Regions from separate parts of the Danio rerio genome. Here region 1 is linked to region 2. The links are chromatin contacts, called in public Micro-C maps. All regions are on one chromosome and are shown on one strand. The core of a region is the stretch at or near the end of the contact, and the rest is flanking DNA. Distances in the headings are between cores, read along the strand shown.

What was found. Hi-C and Micro-C count contacts between places; a contact is called where the count stands out from the background.
Region 1: a Micro-C map of caudal fin shows a contact between it and region 2, with 2.6 times the contacts expected there. The contact joins two enhancer-like sites. A contact is called at or near these places in 2 of 18 Hi-C or Micro-C datasets (caudal fin and embryo).

What each region holds. Positions count from the first base shown.
Region 1 is chr24:2,258,813-2,262,327 of GRCz12tu, forward strand. The region is part of intron 2 of pard3aa (par-3 family cell polarity regulator alpha, a); the gene reads right to left. Among named protein-coding and RNA genes, the nearest start is that of pard3aa, 100 kb to the right of the region's middle. Within about 2 kb of position 1,984, at least 1 of the 62 cell types and tissues checked has an H3K27ac peak or open chromatin away from gene starts, as enhancers often do. A contact at or near this core is called in caudal fin, where this site is marked.
Region 2 is chr24:2,193,420-2,196,623 of GRCz12tu, forward strand. The region is part of intron 2 of pard3aa (par-3 family cell polarity regulator alpha, a); the gene reads right to left. Among named protein-coding and RNA genes, the nearest start is that of pard3aa, 170 kb to the right of the region's middle. Within about 2 kb of position 1,307, at least 7 of the 62 cell types and tissues checked have an H3K27ac peak or open chromatin away from gene starts, as enhancers often do. A contact at or near this core is called in caudal fin, where this site is marked.

The DNA of each region.
Region 1 (3,515 bases), core at 734-3,233, 66 kb after region 2:
TGAGTGTTTGAAGCATGCTTGAGACTGAATGATGCGCAGGTTAGTGTATACTGCATTCAGCTGTTTTCATTTCAGTCAGCTTTGCATTTAATTAAAGAATTAATAACCTATTATGGATTAGAACAATGTTTTGTGTCTAATTTATTTGTGGTTTGTGGCAAGTAGTTATATATTAAGTAGGATAAAGTACATTTAGGCGGCAGTTTTTACAGAATAAAACACTTTAGTCTTCTACAACAGCTGCCGATAAACCTGTCAGGCTTTATTCTGAGATAACAATATCCTAGATGTACTTTATCTCTTACATATTATAGATCATTGCATGATCAACATGTGTGTCTGGTTGATTAATAACATTGACATGTTTATGTCCAGAATCCCACGTTTAAAATGAGCCGATCAACACAATACTTGATTTTTATTGTTTTTATTTTTTAGACTCTTTAATTGTTTTACTGTACGTTTAATCCATTTACAGTATTTAAAGTGTAGTAATTCAGCTTTGATTCTGTCAGCTTTGAGTTTTTGACTGTTTAGCGCCACCTTGTGACTGAATAATGCTCAAGTTAGTGTATACTCCATCAGTTGTTTTCATTTCTGTCAGCATTTGTGTTTAATTAAAGAATTAATAACCTATTGTGGATCAGAACCATGCTTTGAGTCAAATTTTTACATTTTGTGGCAAGTAGCCTTGTAATAAGTGGGATAAAGTACATCCAGGCGGTGGTTTATGCAGAATAAAAGTTTTCACTTTTATACAGATGTGTTCTGCTTTGCATCAGGCTGCAGATAAACCTGTCGGGCTTTATTCTGAGATAACAACCTCCTGAATGTACTTGATCTCTTATATATTATAGATAATTACATGATCAATATGGGTGTCTGGTTGATTAATACCATTTACATGTTTATGTCCAGAATCCCATATTTAAAATGATCTAAACGACACAAAACTTTACTTTTTTGGACTCTTTATTTGTTTTACTGTATGTTCAATCCATTTACAGTATTTAAAAGAGTATTTATTCAGCTTTGTTTCAGTCAGCTTTGAGTTTTTGATTGTTTGGCGCCACCTTGTGACTGAATAATGTTCAGGTTAGTGTAAACTCCCTTCAGTGGGTTTCATGTCTGTGAGCTTAGCATTTAAATAAAAACATTCATAACCTATTATAGCTTAGAACAATGTTTTGTGTGTAATTTTTACATTTATTTAGCAAGTAGCCATATAATAAGAGGGATAAAGTACATTCAGGCGGTGGTTTTCACAGAATAAAACACTTTAGTCTTATACAACAGCTGCTGATAAACCTGTCAGGCTTTATTCTGAGATAACAACATCCTGCATTTACTTCTTAATATCTTACATATTATAAACCATTGCTTGATCAACATGAGTGTTCGGTTGCTGAATAACATTTACATGTGGATGCAATCTTTCTGTCACTTACACTTTCCACCTGACATTAACACACTGTCAACACACCTGAAAATGCCAACAAATGCACCATAAAGACTTTGATATTCAAATCAAGGGCAAAGAAACAGTGAATAAACACACACACACACACACACACACACGCACACACACACACGCGCACACACACACACACATACACACACAGGCTCAGCTGTGACTCAGAACACTGAAGCGACCGCACAGCAGTCTTCAGTCCCTCCTGAAACACAAACAGACCAAACTAATTAAAGTTCAGGTGACTAGTGCAAAACACCGTGCAGCTTTTGGCTTCTGTGTGATCCAAACAATCTGGAGCGCGTCGTGACAAGCCGGGGGAAAAAAGCACTTGGAGAAAATACTCCAGGGTTCAAAAAGTAACAACAGCAGCGCTCGGCAGTCAGACAACAGCACAGGCATGAGAACGCAGGTTTATATTCAATGAAGAACTGAGGGAAACTCGGTAAAGTGTTTTCTCCACTGCGGGAACATCTGTGTGCTGGTAAAAATGCATACACACTTTCAGCATGTCGGTGGTTAGCACGTATGCTAACTTTTTAGGCCTAAAGTTTAGCCATAACAGTTCAAGTCACACACACACACACACACACACACACACACACACACACACACACACACACACACACACACACACACACACACACACACACACAAACACACACACACACACACACACAGATATATATTTAGTAAGTGTTAGTTATTTTAGTGTGTTTGTCTGTCTACTGTCTATCATTTGGTATATTGTTCTATCTATCGTTCTACCGTCCTGTCTATCTGTTGATCTATCCATCTATCCATCCGTCAATATCATATCTATCTATCTTTCTTTCTATCTGTCTGTCTATCATTCCATCCATCCATCCATCCATCCATCCATCCATCCATCCATCCATCTATCTATCTATCTATCTATCTATCTATCTATCTATCTATCTATCTATCTATCTATCTATCTATCTATCTATCTATCTATCTATCTATCTATCTATCTATCTGTTGTTTATTTCAGTACTACTATCAGTTTACTAAATTAAAAAGTTAATGATTTGTCAAATATATAACAATTGTATATTTCAACTGTAAATTTTCATAACTATAATAACACTGGTTATACACATTTAACATGAAATATAATATAAATTAAAGGCATTCTAATAAATATAAACACATAAAAGAGTATATATAAAATTATATATAGTATATTATAAAATTTAAATTTTATATTATAGTATATATATTTTTTTTGCTTATATGAATAATTAAAAAATATATATAATTAATTAATATTTTTATATTTAAATTACCATTAATTTAGCACATAAAAAAAGTTTGACATCTACAAAAATCTGGCATCTAGCTGAACTTATTGAGTCTTATGGTTTTAGTTTTACTTAATATAAATAATACACTATATTTCACAGAAAGCTGACTACAATTTAATTTAAAAATTGTTATAAATTAACCCCGTAACACTTATAACCCTTATTTTACAACTGGGTACAATTAAAAAGCATGAAAAAAATGTAGTAAATCCAACAAATATTTTTTCAGTGTATATCATATATTACTTTCAAGAGTGAATAAAATACTAGCTTTATTAATATTTAAATATAGTTCTGAGTTAGTAATATGTTTTTTAAATTACATATACATAAACTTAATTCATTTTTAAGTAAGATCAATTTTAAACGAATTTTATATTAAGGAATGACCCATCCGGAGTTCAGGAGAGGGTTTGTCTAATCCGGCCAGCTGGCAGCTTCTCCAGCAGATGCATGCAGACATATGAGTCCGATGCTCCATCAGCAGGCTTTTGGGCAGGTTTTGTTGATCTCTCAGTCAGACCAGAGCTGGGGTCACACTGAGGGGACACAGCAGAGGTCATTCACCAGAAAACTCAACAGGAGGAGATCTGGATGAAGAAGCTGCAGATCCAGATCCACAGCAGGACAGAGTCAAAGTCACAGCAACATCCAGAGTCACAGAGCAAAGACACTGACAACCAACACCTCCTAGACAGTACTGAACTAATACTGTT
Region 2 (3,204 bases), core at 57-2,556:
TAAAATAAAATAAAATAAAATAAAATAAAATAAAATAAAATAAAATAAAATAAAATTTATAATTTAAAGAAAGAATCTGGGGTAATAAAATAAACTAAACTAAAATAAAATCAAATAAAATAAAATAAAATAAAATAAAAATAAATAAAATAAAATAAAACTATTAAAAGAAAGATTCTGGGGTAATAAAATTAAATTAAATTAAATAAAATTAAATTAAATTAAATTAAATTAAATTAAATTAAATTAAATTAAACTAAATTAAATTAAATTAAATTAAGTTAAATTAAATAACATTAAATTACATTAAATTACATTAAATTAAATTAAATTAAAATAAAAGAAAGACTCTGGGGTAATAAAATAAAATAAAATAAAATAAAATAAAATAAAATAAAATAAAATAAAAATTAAATTAAATTAAATTAAATTAAATTAAATTAAATTATTAAAAGAAAGAAGGGGTAATAAAATAAAATAATTTTACTCTTCAATGCCCAAATACATGCTAAATGTGTCAACAAACAGCATTCAGTGATTATTCACATAAATGCATGTTAAATAAGAATCTGAAATATTTTATGGCATACTTCAAAATAAAGGTGATTTAGTAAAATGATTTAGTAAAAATGTTTTATTTTTAGTTTTAATTTTTGTTTTTATAAATTGGTCTTACACTTCATATATTCAGATTTTTCAAGGTACATGTAATAAGCCCAAGGTACTTTAACCATAAACTGACATATCCATCATTTGATAGAGGCTGATATTTTAGAAATTAGGGCATGTGTTGCAAAAATGTGTGTTAACGAGTGACATTAGGAGCTAAGAAATGCAAAAACATTGTTTTTTTTTCTTGGTGGAGCAGTTAAAGGGATAAGTATATAAATAAAATTAATAGGTTGTTTTTACAGACAAATAATGAAAGCATCAGTAGCAGAAATCTTTCTGAAGCAAAGTCCTGTTAATCAGAATTTGGGTTTCAAGAAAAGTGTAGACAAAAGATTCCTTTCACAGCAAAACATCAACCTGAGATAAAACACATCGAAGTGGCTTTGGATGAGTTCTGCTCTACTTCTCAAATCAAATTTGGGGTTTGTGTGTGTATATAGATGCATCTTTCATGTTTTTTTGATATCTGTACACAAAACAATAAACCTTTCAGCACGATGAACTTTCAGCACATGTAGTGCGGTTTTATTATCTTCCATAAAGGTCTCATAAAGTGTTCCTTCAAAACTCTTTCACAAGCTTTCAGTGAGGAGTGAAAATGATCTTTGCTCCACCGCAGACTCTATCATGTGTATCTTCTGCCCTCTAGTGCCCCTCGAAAACATGGTCCGCTCGGAGCTTATCAATACTGAACGGTACAGAGACATAAAAAAGAAACACACACCTCCAGCCTGGGATAGCACGGTTGCCAGGTAAACAGGAAGTAGATGCAGCTCACAATAGCGAGATCTCCCGCTGACAGATCACACGCGCAGGATGTGCACGATCACGCCTGACAAAATCAAAGTGGAGAGCGCAAGACAAAGGGGGAAAGATGAAAATAAAAGGAGCGCTTTTCAAATCTTTAATTATCTGAATGTGTGGCGTGTTGAGAAGGGGAGGGCAGAGGCTGGAGGATGCGGTGGGGAATTCACACAGTGAGCATGACAGCACTGTAATAACCTCAATTATTCAGAATTAGGCCAGTATTGATTTACTGCTGGATCGGCTTACTTTCAGACAGGGTGGGTGGGTGTCTCGGTGTGTCCCAGGGAGTGAGATCTCCGCGGGCAGGACGGTGGCGCAGGCTTGGTGTGGAGGGTGAAGACGTGTAATTAAACATTCTCCTTATCAAGCCTGTGATGGATGAAGCAGTGTGGGATTGCAGGCCTGAACCTGTCTCTTTCTTGCCAAGTCTCTCTCTCTCTCTCTCTATCACACACTACCTCACTCAATGACCTTCACAGTGGTGTTCTGGAGAGAAATCAGTGGCATACCTACTGGAAAAACCAGGTCAGAACAGCCCATGCTGGGTGTGGCTGGTGTGTTGGCGGCACGGGGTGGTGTGTCTTGCTGGCATGACCAAGATGGCTCATCAGGTCATACTAATTTAATGATTTTGCCAAGAGAACAGGTAAAGGGGCAAAGTTAGAATGTAGGTTAGAGGACATTGTTTTTATCATTAACTTATAGTATGTGGCTCTCTGAAATACTTGATTGGTCATATATGTTCTGTTAGGTATAATGTCAACAAATGCTTATTGTGGATATGTACCCCTGTCTACATTTCTGGAGAATGCGAATTATGTAGCCAGAGGTACGTATGGCTCAATTTTGTATTTAAAATTAATGCTATAGGTCGGTATGACGTCGCCAATATATTCTATTCCTGTTGGCGCTACTAGCTGACCACTTAACTCCACTTAACACTGGCTTTTCCAGTGTTACCAGTTTCTCCAGTAGCTCGCCGAGTACATTGATGGACTTAAGACAGACACAGAGCTGAGTTGGCCGCAACCGTGGGGTTTGACTCTGGTGAAGAACAGTCCCAGAAACTAGTTTAAACTAAATTAAAAAATAAATACATTAATAAAGAAAGAAAGAAAGAAAGAAAGAAAGAAAGAAAGAAAGAAAGAGAAAGAAAGAAAGAAAGAAAGAAAGAAAGAAAGAAAGAAAGAAAAAGAAAAGGCTGAAACCTTTATGAAAACACGTGGCTGCGATGGCTTTATTTTTTCTAGATTGCTATTAAAGGCACTGTCGGATGGGTTTAGAGACGGGGGTGGGAAACTTGAGATCATCAAAAGCATACACAGCGGCCTCTGGTGGATTTGCAAAATCAAAAACAGCAAGAAGACGTATCTCCAGTTCAGTATTTCGCTGTCCCCAGAAACGTAGACCTAAGCATGTATCTGTAATGAGCCTGTGTTGGATAAAGTACATCCAGGAGGTTATCTCAGAAAAAAAGGTCTTTGCATACTAAAGTCCAAATTATTTGTATCCAAAAAATATTCATTTCCAAAAACAAACCTTGCACCTTGCAGTCTGATGCGTATTAATTAATCCATTCCGAAAAAATGCAAAATATTCAGGAGTCAAATCAAGCAGTGATGCTTTGTTCTCTTCTCTCTTCTACATGTTGTGTTCATCCAATATTACATAGAGAGGAAGGATCAAAGAGCCGCGCTGGATAACCCCAAAGCTTAGTTTATTTCA